2 separate regions of the Vulpes vulpes genome follow, and region 1 is linked to region 2. The links are chromatin contacts, called in public Hi-C maps. All regions are on one chromosome and are shown on one strand. The core of a region is the stretch at or near the end of the contact, and the rest is flanking DNA. Distances in the headings are between cores, read along the strand shown.

Region 1 (5,475 bases), core at 152-2,651, 250 kb before region 2:
GAATCTCCAGCAAGTGTAGCCAATAGGACAAATGTTCCGGGGAAATCCCTGGGGGGCTCAGCGGTTTAGCGTCTGCCCTTGGCTCAGGGCGCGTGATCCTGGAGACCCGGGATCGAGTCCCGCATCGGGCTCCCTGCAGGGAGCCTGCTTCTCCCTCTGTGTCTGTGCCTCTCTCTGTGTCTCTCATAAGATAAATAAATAAAATATTAAAAAAAAAAGTAATGGGTGTTATACTATATGTTGGCAAATCGAATTTCAATTAAAAATATATATAAATTAAAAGCCTGCTTCTCTCAAAAAAAAAAAAAGTTCCTAGTCACGAGGGTACAAAAGGGCCCCACGGATTAGAGTCTTCTAGAAAGTTTTTAAAACTTCAAGTTGAGACCAAAAAAAAAAAAAAAAAGTTGATAGTCAACTTTTTTCGGTGTCTTCATAGCGAAGCAGATCTCAGAAAAGCAATTAATGACCGTGTGTTATTTTATTTGGGTAAATGTACGTAATTAAACTTGAATGCGAATAACGGGGTGGGGTGGGGGAAAACGGCGTTAAGAACAGCTTTTATAAAAAAATAAAAATAAAAAAACGGCTTTTATACTCCCAATTTTGAGTCGCGGGTACAGGCAGGGCCGGGCGTCAGGGGGCGCTCACCTTTCCCAAAAGCCCGAGCCGGGACGGAGCTTGAAACGGGCCGGCTGGAAAGCCGGTCGCGAGGTGAGGCCCCCGGGCTTCGGGCCCGCCGCTCCGTTCCCGCGCGTCGGTGTCCTCCCCGGTGAGGCAGGGGCGGGAGCGCACCGACGATCCCCCCCCCCCCCGCTCGTCTCTGCCGGCGGTGGCGGCGCGGACCTCGGGGAAGGCCGGCGGGCCAGGCGCGGCAGGCGGACTCGGCCCCGCGCGCAGCGGGACACCGGCTGCCGGGCGCTGGCGGCGGGCGCGACGCAACCACGCGGTTTCGTTTCCCGGGGCCCCAGCACCGCGTAACTCGCAGAAAGACCGATTTTCCGGGGAGCGGAGCGCGGGTCCTGCGGCGAGGCGGGCACAGCACCCACGCCAGGCCCCGCCGGGCCTACACACCCCTCACGGACACCGCCGCCGCGCGGCCTCGGGCCCCGGAGCGCCACCCGCGGAGTCACGTGGCCCGCGCGCCGCCAGCCGCGCCGTCGCCCCCGGCCGCCGCGCGCCACCTCAGGCGGGCTGTTCCATCCGAGCCGAGCGGGAGCCGTCCCGCGCCGGAAGCAGCACAGCCCAGCGGCGTCTTGGGGGGCTCTCCGGGGGCAGCGGGGTCGTTCCCTGCGTCTGCGGAGCTGCTTCGCCGCGGCCCGGCCGCTGTGAGATGAGCGGAGCCTCCCGGGTCTCCTCCCGGTGCCCCCGTCCCCCCCCGCGGCCGAGCCGTTGGTAGCGCCCGCCCCCGCCTCGCCCCCGCGCGCCGTGGCCGGGGGCCCTCACGTGACCCCGGCGCGCTCTCGCGGGGGGCCGGACTCTCCGAGGCGGTGCCGCAGGGGACAGGACGCGCGGAGCGGAGGGCGCCGCCGCAGTCGCCGGAACGCCGGAGCGCAGGCCGCGATGTCGGGGCTCTCCCGCCAGCTGTGCTGGGCCGCCGCCTGCCTGGCCGCGCTCTGTGCGCTGACCGCGGCTCTGGACTTGGAGTTGGACCCGAACGTGACCACCGCCACGACTCCGCCGACCAGCGACACAGCCACGACGCGGGTGACGACCCCCGCGCCGGCCACCACTCCGGCACCAGGTGGGCGCCGGCCCAGCGGGCTTCCGGGACTCGCCCGCCCGCCGCCTGCCGCGTCCGCGGTGCGCGCGGGGCCGGGCCGGGCTGCGCTCCAGCAACATGGCGGCCCGTCCGGGAGCAGCCGGGCCGGGCCGGGGGGGCGGGGGCGGGGGAGCGCCCCGGGGGCAGCGGCGGCCGTCGGGCTCCCTGCCGCCGCGAGGTGCCCCACGCCGGGGCGCTTTGCAAAAGTGCCTCGTAATCCCCAGTGTCACGTCAGCTCCAGAACGGGGGACGTGGCCGCCTCCCGCGGCGGCGGCCGTGAGGTGGACGGTGGGGCGAGGCGAGGCGAGGCGAGGCGACGCGCCTCCAGACCTGCGCACCCGGGGCCGCTGCTCCGAGAGCCGACGACCCCGGGCACTGGCGACCGCCGCAAGGACCGGAGGCGTCGGTGCTCGTGGCCGGTGTCTCGGATCTGACCGTTTGGGCTTCGCGGATCAGTGTGGGATCCAGCTGAGGTTTGGGCGTTTGGTCAAATTAAAAGTTTACGCTTCTCCCTGTGCGCAGAGGAAGAAAAGCCGCCCCTCCGTGCGCCCGAAGCTTCGTACGTTCCCCCTCTTGGTGTTTTAGGCCGAGCTGGAAGATAGGTGGTGACATCTAGGAGGAAGATGGAGATGGACTGACTGCCCGGAGCGTAGGTTTAGTTGGCTGTGAAGCTGGGGTTGGAACCCAGGTCTGCCGATTTTCTTTCTTTTTCATTTCTTTCTTTCTTTTTTTCTTATTTATTTTTTTTTTTGGTTAAACCCTGTAATCGATTGGGGGTACTGTGCTTGAGTCGTAACGCTGAAATCTCGAAGCAGAAATTGGCAATTCCGTGACAACACAAAACAGAGAGGGGAAGATCGATTTGAGGTGAAAAGGAGCCCTAGGTATTTAAAACCCTGCAATCTAGTGTGATGGGTTATTCTAGTTAATATTGGGTAAGGAATAAGCGGCATCCTGACCGAAGAATTGCTGAAGTGGCAGATTTTTTTTACCTTGGCTTCCTCCCCCCCGCCCCGTGATCCTACTATTTTGAAGCTTCTTCTCTTGGTCTTTGTGTTTTATGAAAGTTTAATATATGATCAATAATGAGATGTAGCGCAATTCAAAAATTGTTAAACGAGGGAAGTAAATTGCAATACAATCCTGGACATTTCTGACTGCGCTGTTTCTAAGATGATAGGGCACAGCATGTTTTGTCTCCGGCTTACTTGGCAGTTTCTTCGCAGAATTGTAGTTTTGGAGTGTGTGTTTTTCCAAAGAGAAGCTGGGAGATACCCAAGTTAATTGCCTTTGTGTAACTGAAAGTCCTACAAAGGAGATGATTTGTTTTCTCTAAGTAGCAGTTGGATAAGCCGCAGTCTAAAATGAAAGGTAGCAAGTTTTGTTCATTGACTGTGGTGGTATTCAAACGTTAGTCATCAGGCACAAAAGATTTTGGACAACTAGCATTTTTTTTTCCTAGTACACAAACCTCTGCAGAACTTATTTTCTACTTTGTGAATCCCTTACTTAAGGGTATTCTATACATTCCAGTTCCTGAAAAATACTAGTGATAAAATATTGAAATGCGTTGCCTCTGTGCAGAACTGTTGTTTTTTTTTTTTTTAAAGCACAGGGAAAGTAAATGTGAATGTTTCTTTGGAGTCCTCTAGCTTCCAGGAAAATGGGTAGAGCCTTAGTCTAGACTTTTTGAGTTATTTGGCCTATATTATTGACAAAGACTCTGCTAATTCGTTAAACTGTACGTCCGTGAATGTAGCCCCTTCTAGGTGTTACTGTCTCTTATCCTCCAGTCATGGAGGACCCTGGAAATAGCGGATCATTTATGAATTACAAATCTGGGGTTTTCGGAATGAACATCTTCGGGGTTTGGGTTCAACCTGTAACCCAAATTTTTATTACTTTATTAAATTCCAGCGTCTTAGCTGATGTTTTGGACCAGTGATTTCGTGTGTGTGTGTGTGTGTGTGTGGTGTTGGCCTTACATAACACTGCCTTTTTTCCAATTTTTTATTTTTTAAGGGTGCTTTAAAATGGCTCAAGAAACCCTGAGTGTCTGTGAAATAGTTGTCCTGTAGCAAAGGGTTGTTTAGATAGGTAATGGGCATTCCTGCTAGCTTGTGGGATTTTTTTTCTTCCCTTTCTCTTGGTGTTTACTTCAGTTCCATAAGTCATTTATAATGATTGGAATTTCTTATTAAACCAGTTTATGTACTGTTTTTATGTGTGTGATTAAAAACATGTAGATGGCCTACCCTAACAAATTTTTAAGTGTATATACACTATTAACCATAAGCACAGTATTCTACAGATCTCCAGAACTTTTCCTCCTACTGGAAACTGTCCCCTGCTTGAGGAGCAGATCTCCATTCCTCCTGCCCCCAGCCCTGGCAGCCATCATTCTGCTTTTCTGCTTCTGAATTTGACTATTTTAGATACTTAATATTGGTGAAATGATGCAATATTTGTCCTTTTTTGAACGTCTAATTGAGCATAATGTCCTTACGGCTCATCCATATGGCAGGATTAGCATATGGCAGGATTTTCTTTTTTTATAGTTGAATAATATTCTATTGCAAAATGTATAACTTTTTTTTTTTAAACCATTCATCTGTTGATGGGCTATAACGTCTTACCATTTCTCTGAATTAGTAAGTCTGGTAACGTACTTAATGCTCACTTTTGTTTAAAAAAGGTAAGTTGTACAAGCTTAAAGTGACGTCTCAACTGATTGGTTTTATATGTCCCTCCCCACCAGATACCTGTGACAACCGCAACAGCTGTGTTTCTTGTGTGAACACTAGCATTGATGCCACTGCCTGCTCTTGGATAGAATGTAAAGGTAAGAAGCTTTGGGATTGCTTTAATTTTAAGAATGCAAACTGTTAGAACATTTTACGATATCGTACGGGGTATTTCTGAATAACTTGAAAATTAGTAGAAAATTAGGAATATTGTGCACTATTTATTTTGCAAATCAGATACTTTTCCCTTGAAGTGCTTATTTCTTTGAACATTCCCCCTAAAATATCCAGTCTCCCATTCTGTCCCCACCCCTTTAATTCCTTAAACTTGATAATTGAGGTTCAGTAGCTTTTAAAGGAAGAGAGATTTTAAAGCCTTTGAAGATTAAATGGACAAGTACGCTGAAATCAGCTGTGGGAGAAAGTTGTGAGATTTTCCCCTGAAAACAGTTTCCCAGAAAAAGGAGGCATTTATCTGCTGCAGGTGTCCTGCTAGAGGAACTAGCAGAGACCTTAACAAATTTGTTGGATACTTAAATATGGGAGAAGAATGAGATGGGAAGAGAGGTGGTAGTTTTGTTCACTTTTAAAATTAGCCTGATTTGAGGGGTAAAGAGCTAGTTGGAGATACTTTGAAATGACAGTAAGGTTTTTGGTAGAACCATGGGATTACAGCATATTCTGTCTTCATGTAAGGTAGTTGCATTTTTTTTTCTTATCAGGAGAACAGTTTATCTTCTTCATTAAATCTAGGATTTCTAGGCATTATATCACTACATAATAAAGTTTAAAAACTGATTTTAAAATTAAAGTATTAGCTTAATTTGGGGTTAATTTTTTGTTGTGTCACTTTTTTTTTTTAAGTCATAAAATGGAATTTAGGAGTGTGCCCCTCTCTCCCTTTGTGTATGGATAGCAGAGCTGTCATGTCTTGGGCCTTCAGTGCCCTGCTGTAGGATATGTTGGGGAAGG
Region 2 (5,299 bases), core at 178-2,677:
TGGGGCTTTTCCCCCTGTGGCATACTCAGCACCTCACAAGGAGAAATTTCTAAAATTCAAAAATGGAATTTAAATTTAAAACTTAAATAAGCTATTTAGAATGACTTATTTGACGTTACTATTATCATTATGATTTAAAATTTAAATAAGTTATCTAAAATAACTTATTTGACTTTATTATTATCATTATCATTTTTTTTTTTAAAGTTTCTATTTAAGTGGCCTCTACACCCAACACGGGGCTCGAACTCCCCACCTGGGGAACTGAGCCGCCCCGGCCATCCATCCCACCACGTGGAGAATTAAAATCTCATTGATGGACCGGACGGCCCTTCACACCTTGACTTTTCTCGAGGTACGACTTTTTTTTTTTTTTTTTTTACAAACAAACATGAACTTTTTACGCAAATGAACCTTCTAAAATATACTAAATCGGGCAGCCCGGGTGGCTCAGTGGTTTAGCTCTGCCTGCAGCCCAGGGCGTGACCCTGGGGACCCCGGATCGAGTCCCGCATGGGGCTCCCTGCATGGAGCCTGCTTCTCTCTCTGTCTCTCATGAGTAAATAAATAAAATCTTAAAAAAATAAACATACTAAATCTTGGGAGATTTTTTTTTTTAAATAGCATCACCTAAGCGGGGGGGCGGGAGCCTGCAAACGTTCCCATCCAGGGATGCTGGAGATTCTTCTTTTCCCCTTAGTCTCTCGTGCAAAATGGATCTGACATCTGGCTTCTGCTCGGGATCTCCTTTGGGCGCAGAAAACACACAACACCCCCCGCGCAAAGGCGGACCAAGGGCCGGCGCACGGGGTCACCTAAGGCCGCCCTGGCGGGTCCCCCCGCAGAGGCGCGAGCGGAGGCCGCCGTTCCCGCCGCGTCCCTTCCTCGCGCCCCAACGTGCCCCCCGCCCGGGGCGCCCGCGCTACTCCTTCCCAGACACACCGGACAAAACCCCCTGGACTTAGGCCATCTTCTAGATGCCTCGATCTCCAAAATCCCTGAGGAAACGAAGGAAAAAAAAAAAAGCCTCAATTGGCAGCCAAAACCCCCCAGCGCTCCCCAAATCGACGCTTACCAAGCTCCGTCCGCGCTAACCGTTGGCTCCAAGGCCGCCACGGGCAACGTCGCAGGGGCTCCTGGGGACTGTAGTTTCTATCGCCCGCAGAACGCGCCGGTACATCAAAACTACACTTCCCAGAAGCCAATGCGACGACGCTCCCCCCCACCCCCACCCCCGCCTTCTTCAATCTCGGATTTGGCGTAATAAAGACACCGTCACTCTTTCCAAGCTGATCTTAAGTGAGGATGCAGTTTCCTCCAGGTGTGTGTCTAAGCCCTCTTGGCCGTGCTCGGCCTCTCTCCGTCATGGCTTCATTGTACTTGCACTTCTTAACTTTTCTTTCATACGTCACGGGACGGAAACGCCCCCGACGCAATAAAAAAAAAAAAAAAATCCCTTCGGCGCATGCGCCCTGCTCGCCCTCACGCATGCGTAGCAGCCGGTTGCAGTTGGCGGCCGGGCGCGGACTTGGGGTCCGGAGGTAGCCCGTCGGAGGGCGGGGCTCTTTCCAATGGCTTTGCCTCCGCGGGTCGCGTCTGCTTGGGCGGGGAAGAGGGCGCTGGGGCAGGGGCGGCTCCTGGTTTATGCCGGGCGGAGAAAGGGGAGGGGCTGCAGGGGGGTGAGGACCCCATCTCCCCTCCCTCCTCCCGCCCTCTGGGCCGAGCCCCACCGATGGGGCTGGGCGAAGGGGCGGGCTCTGCGCCTGGGGCCTCGCTTCTGCGCCAGCTCGGCGGCCCGGCCCTGCGCGGGTCCGGCTTAGCGGGCGGTGGGCGAGGACGCAGGGAGAGGAAAAGAAGCGGCGTCTGCCCGGGGAGTCGCCGGGGCCGGGGACGCTTCCCTCCAACGCTGCATCCGAGGCAGCGGCTGCAGGGGCTGCCGCGCCCCGCCCTGCACCCCGCACCCCGCACCCTCTCCCTCTCCAAGGAGCGCCCGGGTCTCCGCCCCCGGCGGCCGGCGAGCAAGGAGGGCTCGGCGAGGCTTCCCCGGCAGCTGCTTCCCCGGCCGCCGAGGCGGAGGGCGGAGCTGCAGAGGGCAGGGCCCGGCGCCGGAGGAGGGGCGGGGTGGGAGTGCTCCCGGGACTCGGTGGCTGCGCGGACGAGAATCCCCGAATGGCTGGGAGCGCCTTCCCCTGCGAGCTGCCTTCCTGGGCAGAGCTGGGGTTTGACAGCTGCACGACGTGAGGATATCCGCTGACCCGCGAGGCGGAGGAGCGCACTTCCCCGGGGCGGCCTGTCCGGCCGAGCCAGCGCTGCAGGGTTTCATCTTTCCAACTTCTCTTTGCGCGCGTGTCTCTGCCAAGAGGACCGCCCTGCCCCTTGGTGTAGGAGAGAAGGGTGAGTCCGAAAAGACGCTCTGCGGTTCCAGATGTCACCGAGACCGCTGTGCTTCCACGACGACTCGATGCCCCTGGCTTTCTTCTTCTCACGTGCCTCGTTTTAAAAGTGACCAAGTGCTCGTGGGGACATGCCGACGGGGCACTGAAGGCGGCCCGAGGAGACCCTCCCCCCGGTTGTCATGGCTGAAGGAGACAGTGAAGTGAGATGGGACGGGCTGTGCAGTAGGGACCCGAGCACTAGAGAGACCGCGCTGGACAGCATCAGGCAGACGGTCCTGAGAAGAACCGAGGGTCTTCGTCCCCCAGACGGGCTCCCACCCCCGGCGGTTTCTTTGGATGGGTTGAATAGACTCCTTGCTCACCTGCTCATGCTCTCTAAGAGATGTCCCTTTAAAGATGTAAGAGAGAAAAGTGAATTTATTTTGAAGAGCGTCCAGGTAAGAAAACATTGTGATTGCAACTGCCCGCCCGGTGCAAGTGCAGGTTTACTTGCAGCCACTCCCTCTGTGTTGTGGGCTCCTAGTCGGTGGTTCTGCGAGCCCCTTACGAATTCATTCCGCAGCTCGGGGTGGCTTGGAAAGCGTGGAATTTGGGGCCCAGACTGTACAAGAGGAACTAAAGTAAAAGCCATTTTCAAATAAGAGTAAACAAGTATTGTGTTTCTAGAGAGGTGCTTTTTGTTTGTTTGTTTTTTTTAGCAGAAATTGCATTTCTCTAGGAAAACTGTGAGACAGTTACAGTTAATCGCAAGTGAAGACTTGCTTTTTTTTTTCTTGCATTCATTTTTACATGTTGGAAAGGGATAGCCAGGATGCTTTTCACATCGTTACAAACGATATTCTGTGTGGATGGTTTCTCACTTACAAGCCTCTGAGATGATCAAGCGTATTAAGTGTTCCTTCACTAATTCAGGATAATTGGTCAGTTTTCTCATGTTCTTGAGAACAAAACAAAAAATCAGGGTCTGTTCTCTAGAGGCGACCTTTTTTTTTTTTTTAATGAATCACATAAAAAAATAAAAGCCTAGATTAGAAAGGAGGTGACATTTTAAGATTGAAAAGTTGAACCCACGTTGAGTAGAATGGCAGAAACACTCGTGGTAAATTACTCAATTAGTTTTCTCTGTGTTTGCCTCAGTTGCGTGATTTTTCTTTTTCACATAGGCATCTTTTTAAGTTTTCAGTGCAACAGATTAAAAATGTTAATTTTCCTCCTGTTCTGTGCATAACCAATCTGTCCAGTTTTATTGGAGGACTTATCAGAAGGGTTTTATTTTGACTTTTTTGTTTTGTTTAGAGAAAGTTTGTTTTTAGATCATAAGAATGGTCAGTAACACTCTGCTGGTCAGTCTGAATTACTACACGTGTTGAAGTCATTTATGAAAAGCTCTTAAAACTTATAATTCACTTGGGTGTATATATATATATATATATGTAAGCTAAGATTAATAGTTTTTTCTATTTTGGTTGGTTTAAAGCAACAGAAAAAATAATCATGTTCATAAAATGAAGACCGTTTAAGATCTTGGGATAGTTCTTCCCACAAAGTTTGGGAACAACCGTTACAATTCATTTGTCCAGAGTTACCAGAGAGGAATTAATTTTCTAGATACCTAAGCCTTAAAAGTTATTTCTCTATTTCTTAGACTGCAGTGTCTACAACCACCATTATGGATCATCATTAATCACATCAAGTACTGTTGTTTAGCTGAGGGTGAAGTGTATAGGGCTATATGATCCATTTTTAAAAATATTTGTGTTCGATTTTTAATAGTTTTTCTGTTCCTCCCCCTTACTGTCAACATACTTTTCACTTTGGTCTCTCCTGAATCTTTAATTTTGTTGCTTATTTATATTCAAATGGAAAAGCAGATAACCAATTTAGTTCAGAATTATATTGAAAACAGGAGTAATTAGGCTCTGGGGAGTGCAGGGTCAAAGGACTGTGATATATTGGTGAGTAAATGGGTACTGGAGTCAGACCTAGGCTCAAATTCTCCTCCTTTATTAATGTGCTGTATAACCTTGGACAAGTTACTTGATCTCTCTTAGCTTGGATTTCCACATCTATAAAATGGGAATAATAACATAGAGCTGTTGTGAGAATTAAATGAGATGTAAAGTGCCCCAGTATAAAATGAATGCTTCTCTCCTTTTTCACAAGTGAAAGACATAGACCATGTGATAGATATTTCAGAATTCACTCATCCTGGAAAAAAATTCAAGAATCCCCTCCACTGTGAAGGTTTTCCATAGATTTATATATATATATATTTCATCTTTGCATCTATTGCACTTAATTCTTGTTACTATTATAACAGGCACTCTTATATTGTGCTATAATCACATGTTTATGTGTCTGTGACCCCAGGAGGGCCTTTCAAGTTCTCAAGAGTACTGGCTGGGACCTGGAAGCTACTAAATATCCAGTGGATGAACAGATTTATATTTGGCTACTTTTTATTTCTTATCAGCCTGAATAAAGTTATCAGAGTAGGGAGTTTCCATCCCCACATCATTCATGCATGCCTTCACATAACAGATGTTTATTGAACCCCCCGGTGAATGCCATTCTAAGAACTAAGAACCAGTGATGAACAATTTGGACATCTTACTGGAGACAGATCATAGGGAAGTAAACAAATAATGTAATTTTAGTAAGGGAAGACTTCCCTGAAAAGATGACATTTAAGCAGAGATTTGACAAAGTAATAGATATAATCCAGGCAGAAAATGAAATTTGTGAGGGGGACATTCCACACAGAGGGAACAGTTGTGTGAAGACCTCATGGCCAGAGAGCTGACGAGTTCTAGGAAAGGTAACACAGTGTGGTTGGAGCATATTTTTGAAGGGAGAGTGAAAGCTTAAGCACATTCTCTGTAGTGCGAACTGGCTCCAGTACT

Evidence for each region. A called contact is a pair of places that touch in the nucleus more often than the background predicts.
Region 1: a contact with region 2 is called in a Hi-C map of skeletal muscle, with 3 times the contacts expected there. The contact joins the promoter of CD164 here to the promoter of CEP57L1 in region 2. A contact is called at or near these places in 2 of 3 Hi-C or Micro-C datasets (both in skeletal muscle).

The regions. Positions count from the first base shown.
Region 1 is chr1:194,947,882-194,953,356 of VulVul3, reverse strand. CD164 (CD164 molecule) reads left to right here and starts at 1,401. Exons shown (of 6, transcript XM_072738591.1): 1 at 1,401-1,741; 2 at 4,518-4,601. The coding sequence starts at 1,561.
Region 2 is chr1:194,693,322-194,698,620 of VulVul3, reverse strand. CEP57L1 (centrosomal protein 57 like 1) reads right to left here and starts at 1,427. Exons shown (of 12, transcript XM_026005783.2): 1 at 1,076-1,427. SESN1 (sestrin 1) reads left to right here and starts at 1,734. Exons shown (of 10, transcript XM_026005781.2): 1 at 1,734-2,833. The coding sequence starts at 2,576.